2 separate regions of the Capsicum annuum genome follow, and region 2 is linked to region 1. Evidence: chromatin contacts called from public Hi-C data. All regions are on one chromosome and are shown on one strand. Each heading gives the region's core, a stretch centred on a gene start, on an enhancer-like site or on the middle of the called end of the contact. The rest is flanking DNA. Distances are from core to core; before and after follow the strand shown.

Region 1 (5,015 bases), core at 1,336-3,835:
CCCATTTTTTAAAATTATATTTAACCTAAATATATTAAATTACCCAAATCAATCCCTATCCGACCCAAACCCGACCCGCTCCATCAAATATTCAGAACAAACCCACAATATTACATTGCCATCAGAATCCTCCACCAATCTCCGCCGTATCAAGAGGCGGCTTATTCCTCCTCGCTATCGACGAAAACAACCGTTGCCAATTCATTAACCTCCCCCGCTGCGCCGTGCTCCATCGTATCACGTTCAAACATCCCGTTGCGGATGCTAAATTTAGCCCTAATGGAAAATTCATTGCTGTTGCTGCTGGTAAGCTTCTCCAAATTTGGCGTTCGCCGGGTTTTAGAAAAGAGTTCTTTCCGTTTGAGTTGATAAGGACGTTCACTGATTGTAATGATGAAATTACGTCGTTAGATTGGATCCCTGATTCGGATTATTTGTTGGCGGGATCGAAGGATTTAACTGCTAGGCTTTTCCGTTTGAAAAAATCGACTAAGTATAGCAAGCCGTTTCTGTTTTTAGGACATAAGGATGTGATTGTAGGTGTTTTCTTTGGAACTGATAAGAAAACTAATAAGGTTTGTAAAGTGCATACGGTATCGTGAGATGGCGCTTTTTTCACCTAGGGATGCAATGAATGGATGGAAATAATGGTGAACCAGAATCACCAGGTACACCAGTGCAAGGACAAGGGAACAATGAAGAAGGTAATAGTGATAAAAGGATTAAGAAAAGAAAGAATTTTGATGGGAAAGATGGTGTAAGATCATAGCAAAGACCCTCTCTTCCCGTTAATTTTGTGGGTTTGTTCTGAATATTCTATGGAGTGGATTGAGTCTGGGTCGGGTGCGGCTCGGATAGGGATTGATATGGGTAATTTAATATATTTAGGTTAAATATAATTTTAAAAAATGGGTCAACTTCTAGGATTATGACACGTGTCCCTCCGTTAAGTCTAGGGGTATATACAGCCCTAAACATTAACGGGAAGGGTATAAATGTACCCAAAGTATAACGAGGGGCATACGTGTACCATTTATCATAGTTCAGGGGTATATTTGTACCTTTTCCGTTCTATTTATTATCTTTGAATCATCACATTCTTAGGGAGCTAATTTGTTGTATATTTGTGGCCATAGACTAGTAAAGCAGTAGTGGTTTAGAAGTATCTGCAATTATCTGCTTACATCTTTTGCTCTTACCCTTAGTATACGACTTTATATCGATTCTTCACACTCGTTCTAGTCCTGGATGACCTTGGTGTTAATATCACTTCATTTATAGGACAAGCTGCCACCAACAGATTCTAGACTTAGACCTGATCAAAGGTGCTTGGAGAATGGCGAATATGACAGGGCCAACTCAGAAAAGCTACGTCTTGAAGAACGGCAGAGACAGGTAATCGTAACGGCCTATTGTTTGGGGGTTAAAGTTGAGATCATGAGCCGAGTAGGAAATGACTGGAGTTTCTTCTGTCCTTGTTTGTTGATTTATTTTTGAGGAGACAACCATATTGCAGTTTGTTTCCTGCCCTGGCTGCCATTGTTGCTCATATTTTTACCCACTACATTTTTCAACTAATGTTCTTAGAACTCCGAACAAGTCAGGGACTTTAAATGACTAGATGTTTAAATGAGATGGATTTGCATTCAACTAATACTGTAGGTGTTGGTTCTAAAAATGCAACAGAATGGCCTAAACCAGCATCATTTGTTACCTGGCTAGTTGAATAGAGGTGGCATAATATTGTTACTTGTTTGCATGCAGGCTCGGAAAATGCAGGAAAGGGGTTGGAAGCCACAGTGGTTTGCAAAAGACAAAGGGAGTGATGGTTACCACTACATTGGCGGTTATTGGGAGGCAAGGGAAAAGGGCAAGTGGGAGGCATGTCCTGATATTTTTGGTCATATCCCTTCTGATCAGATGTAATGACCGAGTGAGCTCTAGCCATTTCGGGCTTATTATTTCATTTTCTTCCAAATATTTTACATCTCATTATACAGCAGGGGAGAGGTTTACTGGTGCTGCAAATTGTCTTTGAAATATGTAAAGTACTTTTAATGCCTCCAAGTAATAAAGATTTCATTCTTTGTTGTTTTGGATCTTCCCGTTGATTACTTCTAAAAATATGAATTGCAATACGAAGGTAGTGTGTGTCTCAGGATTCAAAGACGATGCATATTCCTCATTGCTTTTAGCATACAGACTTCAACACTGGACACAAGCTCAGAGTAGGCGTGCCTTCGATCTGTTTGGACAGTTTTGGACTAATACAGAACCATTCAACTGTTTATCTAATTTGATTTCTAGGTATCCAACTATTGAAGATAAAAAAGAACTCAAAACAAATCTGTGTGCACATTACAATCTTCTCACCTACAAACAATAACTAGCAAGCTCCTCCACTATTTCTGCATGCTATATAGTGCATGTTCTGCGCGTGGATTCCTTGGAGGAGGAGGAGGAAGACCATTAAGTCATGTTAGTTTATGGCTTGGGTTATAAGTATACTTAACAGAGATTTCTCAAGCAGAATATAAAGCCTTCTACAGTATATGAGAGCCGAGAGACGACTGAAGGAAATTACTAGCAAAGCCTATGGCAAATTCCTATACTACCAAAATCTATATGGGATTATAAGGATACTTGACAGAGGTTTCTCAAGCAGGATATAAAGCCTTCAAAAGTATATGAGAGCTAAGAGACGATTAAAGGATTCTGCTAGCAAAACCTATGGCGAATTCCTATACTACCAAAATCTGGAGAGTGAAAGGAAGAATGAAATGTATAACTAGTACAGCTAAAATAAAATAGATTAGGTTAAGAGTTTTAAAGACAATTCCCTGCGCAATTCATGATTGTAGATAGTGAGTTGAAAGAGGGATGTACTTACTTAATTTGACCAATTTCTCAAGATAAATTTCTACACAACAATACAATACAAAAACCATTGGATACACTTGCAAATCAATTGGGTCTGCTAAAGAATGTCACTCAATGTATGAGGAATGAGGTGCTACAAGTGGCTTACCAAGCTATTTATTGTTTATATAAAGGAGTAAAAAAGGTGCTATAAGTACAAAGAGGGTTGCTCAAAGTTGCACAAACTATTGTGATGTATAAGTTGATAGAAGGGTAATAGAGCTTGATCATAAAAGACATCACAGGGGGCGATGAAGTAGATTTGGAATATTTGTGCTTGCAAGATTTACAACAGAACTTATACTTTTGCTGTAATCAAGATTCTTGAAAATTTATACGAACAGAAACCTGTTGTGATCACATAAATTTTAAATATATTAGTCCAAACAAATATTATGAAGTGATATAATTGAATGAATTATTAAGTTCAAGAAATACGGATTCAATTCAAACCCAATTCTTATTGCGCTAATCCATTGATTTGAACTACAAATTCTGAGTTCATTTTGTTAACCCAAGATGCCATCATGTTTTAGAAGCCCAATTGAGCGCCACATGTCAAATGACGTGGCATGCCAAGTAGTCAAGTTAAGTGAAGAAGCCAATAGGATCGTGCCACATATCAAAATGATGCAGCAAGCCAAGTGAAATCAAAAGCCCATAAAAATGCGTCATGTCACTTAAATCTGATTGATCAAAAGAAATTCACCTTAAAAAGAAATTCTCCTTCACCATGACTCTTTTCTTCCTACAACTATAAATAGGGGTCTTATAATTTAGAAAAAAGAACCAACAATTCTAATAAGAAGCTAGAGAAAGCTCGCGGATCAAACAACACAGGTTTTTCTACAAATTCAAGCATTCAAGATCAGTTCCTCAAGATTCAAGATCAAGACCACAAGATTTAAGAACAAGCTTGAAGACCCTTGAATTCAAGTACAAGTCAAGATCAAGTCCATCAAATTCACAAATCAAGATCCAATTTCTCAAGATTAAAGATCAAGACCACAAGATTCAAGATCAATCTCAAAAGCCCTTGAATTCAAGTATAATTCAAAATCAAGCTTAGCAAATCCACAAATCAAGTTCAAATTCAAGATCAAGCTCGAAACCCTTGAATTTATATTTGAAAAGGGGAATTAGAGGAGTCACAGATATTGTAACACTCACATATTGAAATTCATAAAATAATTATTGCAATATTTTTCTTGTTTCGATATTATTTTCTTGATTAGAATTTTACTGTAACAAATTCCGGCACACCCAATGGGATAATCTCTACCTATCATCTCAACTTTTCTGACATCAAAATCTTAGAACACTAAAATTACTTCCAAGAAGGTCAATTCTCAATCAACTGCCCCCAAGGTTGTTGATTTCTAATTCTCTGCTGAAGTAGAAAGCATCTTTGGTGTTACTTTTGGAAGCTTTGGAGCTATCACAAGGAGAAAGGCCAACATACTAGGACAATAAACATATAAAGTGTTGTCTGCACTAACTCCAATTTTCATATCTTCAAGCTTAAAAGAAGCGAGGTACCATACAAATGCTTCAGAAGAAGAAAGCAATGTGGTAGAGACACTTAAGAAGACTCTAGCTCTACTTGTGCACTCTGGTTCAAAATACTTTGGCACAAAGAATGATGATCGTTTAACCAATGATTTATCTCCACTTACACTGAATAAGCTGAGCACTTTGAAGATCAACTTACGCGACAATCCATGTTACTCTCCAACGTCTTTAGTGATCATGTAAGCAATGGTAACTGACGCCTCATCTATAAAGGAGCATCTTGCAAACCTGAAAAAGGCAATTGAGGTTTTGATCAAATATATGCAAAATCAAGATGCTTAGATTAATAAGTTGGAGGATAGGATGGATGGATTAATAATGGGGATTCTAACTATGCACCCGGGGAAGATCCAGAAGTTCATGACATAGATCATCCTATAAAACAAACACCACCAGCTAAGGAGGTACAAGTTTCATCTGAGGGAATGATTCCGATTGATCAATTGAATGAGTTTATTAAAGGGGACCTCAAATACAAGTATGATAATGCGACTAAGTCTTAACTGACATACGCCAAGCCCTAC
Region 2 (5,015 bases), core at 1,391-3,890, 590 kb after region 1:
ATCTTAATCCAAACAAGATTCTTAGCATGTTTCTATATTGTCCAGTATGTTTATCAGCTAGCTTCAAGACTTGATGAGGGAATCTTTATGTAGAACCTAAATAGCTCTATATGGATCAGTTAGCTTCACTGCAGTTGCAGTGAATTTATACATCTTTTTTATGAAGCCTATTTTTTGAGTCTCTCTCCTGCATATTCGTGAGAAAGACCAATGTCTTCACTTATGGTTTTCATAACACTCATAGCTGCAGCTCTAACTCGATTATTTTCTGATAATTGTTGTTCTTCACAAGCCATATTAATTGGTTGTAAGGTCCTGCTGGAATTCTTTTCAGAGCCTGTTGAATAATCTTTATGGATTATTTCTTTAGTCCACCAGCATCTGTCTATTTTATTTCACAATAAAACTTATTCAGAACTAACATTGTGATAGGAATGTAGGAGTTTGTCACTACGGATTTGAACCAATAAAATTGTCCAGTTCTATCGCTAAAATAATATTTTAAACTGCTAATGCATTAGTAGAAGCTTGCTTACAAATTAACGTCGTCCTCTTTTTGCAGAAAATGATTGTGTTAATGATAGTGGACTCAATGATTATGGACAGTTAGGGGTGTCAGATGACAGAGATAATATAATTGTATGTTATCTAGACCTTTCTTGATACAGTTTTAGAATTTGGATAAGATTGGGATTTGAAAACATATCTTCATCTATCAAATGGTCATATTTTCTTTTTATCATACAATAAGTATGTAGTATTCGGATAGGATATAGCTTCATTAATTAGCTGGAAATATTTTTGAAGTCATGCATTACTTGTATAGAGCATATTTTTTAATCATACAATAAGTATGTAGTATTCAGATAGGATATAACTTCATTAATTAACTGAAAACATTTTTGAAATAATGAAGTAATTGTATAGCATCGATGGATGTCAAATGAACGAACTTAAAGGGAGTTCTAGGTCAGCAAACATGTTGAAAGTGAGAGTTTTGGAAAACTTATATGAAGCTGGTGACAATCATACAGTTCAAAAGTTGTTTAGTTAGATTTGGAGTCGAACAGAAGAACTTTACACAGAAGATGAAAAGACTTATTTCACAAGAAGGAGAAATGATCAAAATAGAGAAGTTGAAGAGTAAGGCAGAAATTTCAACCACGGCCAAAGAGGTTAGTTGAATAGAAAAGGCTAGGATTTTGTGGTTGAAGAAGAGAAACAACAGGAAAAACTTCCATAGGGACACTTCATTGACATAATTATTGTTGTGGGGAGGGAAGTAGATGACCTCGTGAAGATTAGAGAGAGATTGATTCTCCAACGAATTATGTTGGGAGAAGAGAGGAGTTGGAGATCCTTTCTTCAGCAACAACTATAATATATCCAGTGTAGTCCTACAAAGTGGGCTTTGGAGCAATCCATTTATTGAACTAAGGGAACAAGCTATATCTGCTCCCAAAAAGGCTTTTCGCAGCTTATAATAGTAGAAGTGTAGAACTAATTAAGTTGACAGTGTTATCCTCCTCTCTTTTTTGTGTGTGGGGATAATGAATCTTTTTTTCAATCTTAATCTCACATTCTTTATTTTATACAGCAGGTGTCAAATCTTATTTATCAAATTTAATCTCACATTCTCTACTTAATGTAGCAAGTCTTGGTCATATGGTTAATGTTTTATTTTTCTGAATTGTAATCTGTTTCATATTCTTTTAGGGATAATATGAAGGTTATCATATTTTCTTTGTAAGTATTGAGTGGTGCCAAAATTCCGACAATGTTTATGTTTTCTATACAAGCTAGATGACTTTTGGAACTTGTATTACTTCCTTCTTTATCCGTAACTTAAAAGCAACTCTTTGTGTTTCAGAGCTTGCTCAGACTTACAGAGCCTTCTTTCCCACCGTGTTGTCCAAAAGATGATGCTTCTTGGTAGAAGATGTCTGGGATGATCCCAACAACGGAGGAGTATGCAGAGATGGCTCAAGTTCATGCACTATATTTTTTAGATAGTGGCTGTCTGTTTCTGCTTGATTTCTCACCATAATAATGACCACCTCCGTACTCTTTCATATTTGCAAGTCATTAGCTCAACATCTTGTGATGTACATGAATTTTATGTACTGGCTCTCTTTCTTTTTATAATGTATGTATGTTTGCCCAGGAAGGAGTGCAAAAAGTTCAGGGCAAGAAAATCTGAAAATCTGCTGCAGGCAACACATGAATCTGATATAAAATTAAAATTAATTTCTTTAGAGCATGGCAAACCATATAAGTAAATGATATTGGTAATGGTTTTCGCATCGTTCAAACACATGAGGCAGTCATGGACAAGATATTTTCTTTGTCGTCCAGTAAGTTTCTCTGCCTTTACTCCTATTTCTGCTCGACTTTTCACCATAATAATGACAACTTCTATATTCTAATATTTGCAGATCACTAGCTCAGCACCTTACGATGTAATTAAATTGTATGGACTGACTCTTTTCTTTTTTCAAATGTGTGTACATATGTTTACCTAGGAAGAAGTGCAAGATGCGTATATCCAACTGGGACTTTGCTTTGCGCTTCAATCGCTGGATCAAATGAAAAATAAAAGCTCAAGTAATGCACTACAAGAATACCTGTGGTAGTTATGTGATGAGCCATCAGGCTCCTGATTTATAAATTTGTTAACCAGCTGCAGGACAAGGCCTGAGAGTATGCCATTGCTCTGGAAATGGAAGAGAGAACAAATGGTTTCCTTGATCAGATGGTGAATGATAGAGGCTCGAATGACACTACTATAATATTATGCATTGCATTTTTATAAGCTAAGAATCGGCTGACTGCATCAACTATAAGTTAAATTTTTACTGTCTGGTTTAATTTCTCCTAGAGTGAGGAACCCCCCCCCCCCCCCCCCCCCCCCAAAAAAAAAAATAAAAAAATGGGGGATGACTTATACTAGCAGTAATGATTGCATTTATAGGTGCTTTGTTTGCAAAATTCATGAATATAAAATATATCCCATGTATTAGGGATTGCATCTTATTAACACATTTAATCATGTTTAATGAAATCTAGCTATATGTAGGCCTTTTTATGTTACATTTTATTCTGTGTGTGAGAGTGCTACCATTACTTCTATTGCTTCTGATGTGCTAATTTGTTAGGATAATGTTGTGGCCTCTTCTGAAGCTAACCTTCTCAGTCCGTCAAATGAAAAAAAAAAATTGTTTGATTTGGCAACCTAATATATACAAATGAATCAACTAAAATGACAGTGTGTTGCAATTTAATTGAACTATTTAATTTTGCTACCTAGCAAATATTTAGGATTTTGTGATTTAGAACCACTAAAAATGATTTGAATGCTGTAAAAACAGATACAATTAAGGATAGAATATTTATCTTCAAACGAAACACACCAGAACACAAAACGTTGGCATGGTATTTATTTACTATATCACTCTTAATTAATTATTATAATTACTTTATGTATTAAAAAAATTAATAATATTTAATTAAATAATAAACATTTATGATAAATCTACTTCAGCTGCTTCAACTGTAATTTACTAAACATCACTCCTAATTAATTATATGTGTAATTTAAATATTAAAAAATTAATAATATTTAACAAAAAATAAAATAAAATAGACATAAAGTGATAAATTAACTTTTGATGTTATAAATTAACTTGACGTCTTATATGAGACCACTTAATTTTTTTTCACAAATATTTTTTGTAGTAATTTGGCTATATCACTTCTAATTGGTTATTGTAAGTCATTTAAAATATGTCTGCTTCGTTTCTTAAATCGTGAATTTACTTTACCACTCGTAATTAGTTATTATGACCATCTAAGAATTGTGCCACTCAAATTGACATTTGTGATTTATTACCTCACTTATAAGGGATGATAAACAGGTAGCAGATCTACATGTTGCTTGTGTTGCTTGCTTAGATATTTTCTTTTATATCTGTTTATTTTACTTTTCTTTTCAATATATTATATTTTTGAGAATTATGCAAAATTGTTAGAAATCATAATAATTAACAATTTAAAATAATTATAAAGATGTAAAAAATTTTGTTTGGCTCTCTAAATTTTATTACTGCCACATAAATGGAGACAAAACAAAATTTACTATAAATCATAATAATTAATAATTCAAAATATTTAAAAAATATGTAAAAAATTTAGTTAGTTCTAAAAAATTGTTCCAATACCACATAAATTGAGACAGATGATATAAAATATATTATTTAAAAATTACGTAAAAAGTATTATAAATCACAATAGTTAACCTAAAAATATTCTTTACGTTGGGCCTCTGTTAGGACAGGCCGCATCCCCCTAATTTTAGGTAGAAAAAAAAAGATTAACATAATTTTGTCAATTAAACATCTAGAATGTAAATTTTACTGCTGTTATAAATGTATTTACATTATAGTGAATGTCTATCAATATCTATCAAGATCTACTTTGATATCTATTAGGATTTGAAGCATCCATCTTTTACTCAGACTAGGAGTAAATTTCTCCTATAAATAAAAGGGTTTTGTTCATTGTATTTACAATCTTATGATCTCTCATCCCTCAAGAGAAGAAATAAGAATCACTCTCTCTATTCTCTCTACTCTTCTTCTTGTTCTTTATTGTTTTATAACACGTTATCAGCATGAGTTTCTAATATTAGAATGAATTAAGTTGCCTTGTTTTGGTGTTCTTTTTGGCGTAACATCGGCGGTGGCTAGATGGTAAAGTTTGACCATCTTAGATCCTTTTACGAGGTAACTCCATTAATTCCCATTTATATATGGTAAGAATCTCTCTGTATTTGACTGATCTATAAATATTTGATTTATATTAGTATACGTAGTCAAGAGTTCAATCAATCTATCAGTTATAACAAGTTCTAATAGTCAATCTAACGAGACTACAAGGTAATATGATTACAGAAGTATTGTGATTGGTGAGTTTAATAATATTTTATTGAGAAAATTGATTTAAGTAGTCATCAGGTA

The links. Hi-C and Micro-C count contacts between places; a contact is called where the count stands out from the background.
Region 2: a Hi-C map of leaf shows a contact between it and region 1, with 2.5 times the contacts expected there. The contact joins two enhancer-like sites. A contact is called at or near these places in 2 of 5 Hi-C or Micro-C datasets (leaf and placenta).

What each region holds. Positions count from the first base shown.
Region 1 is chr4:70,778,821-70,783,835 of UCD10Xv1.1, forward strand. LOC107867982 (oxysterol-binding protein-related protein 1C) reads left to right here. Exons shown (of 9, transcript XM_016714511.2): 9 at 1,765-2,092. The coding sequence ends at 1,926. Among protein-coding and RNA genes, the nearest start is that of LOC107867982, 10 kb to the left of the region's middle. Within about 2 kb of position 2,586, at least 4 of the 5 cell types and tissues checked have an H3K27ac peak or open chromatin away from gene starts, as enhancers often do. A contact at or near this core is called in leaf, where this site is marked.
Region 2 is chr4:71,366,886-71,371,900 of UCD10Xv1.1, forward strand. It overlaps LOC107867988 (a long non-coding RNA gene), which reads left to right. Exons shown (of 6, transcript XR_001673506.2): 4 at 563-639; 5 at 1,871-2,354; 6 at 2,523-3,046. Among protein-coding and RNA genes, the nearest start is that of LOC107867988, 4.7 kb to the left of the region's middle. Within about 2 kb of position 2,641, at least 2 of the 5 cell types and tissues checked have an H3K27ac peak or open chromatin away from gene starts, as enhancers often do. A contact at or near this core is called in leaf, where this site is marked.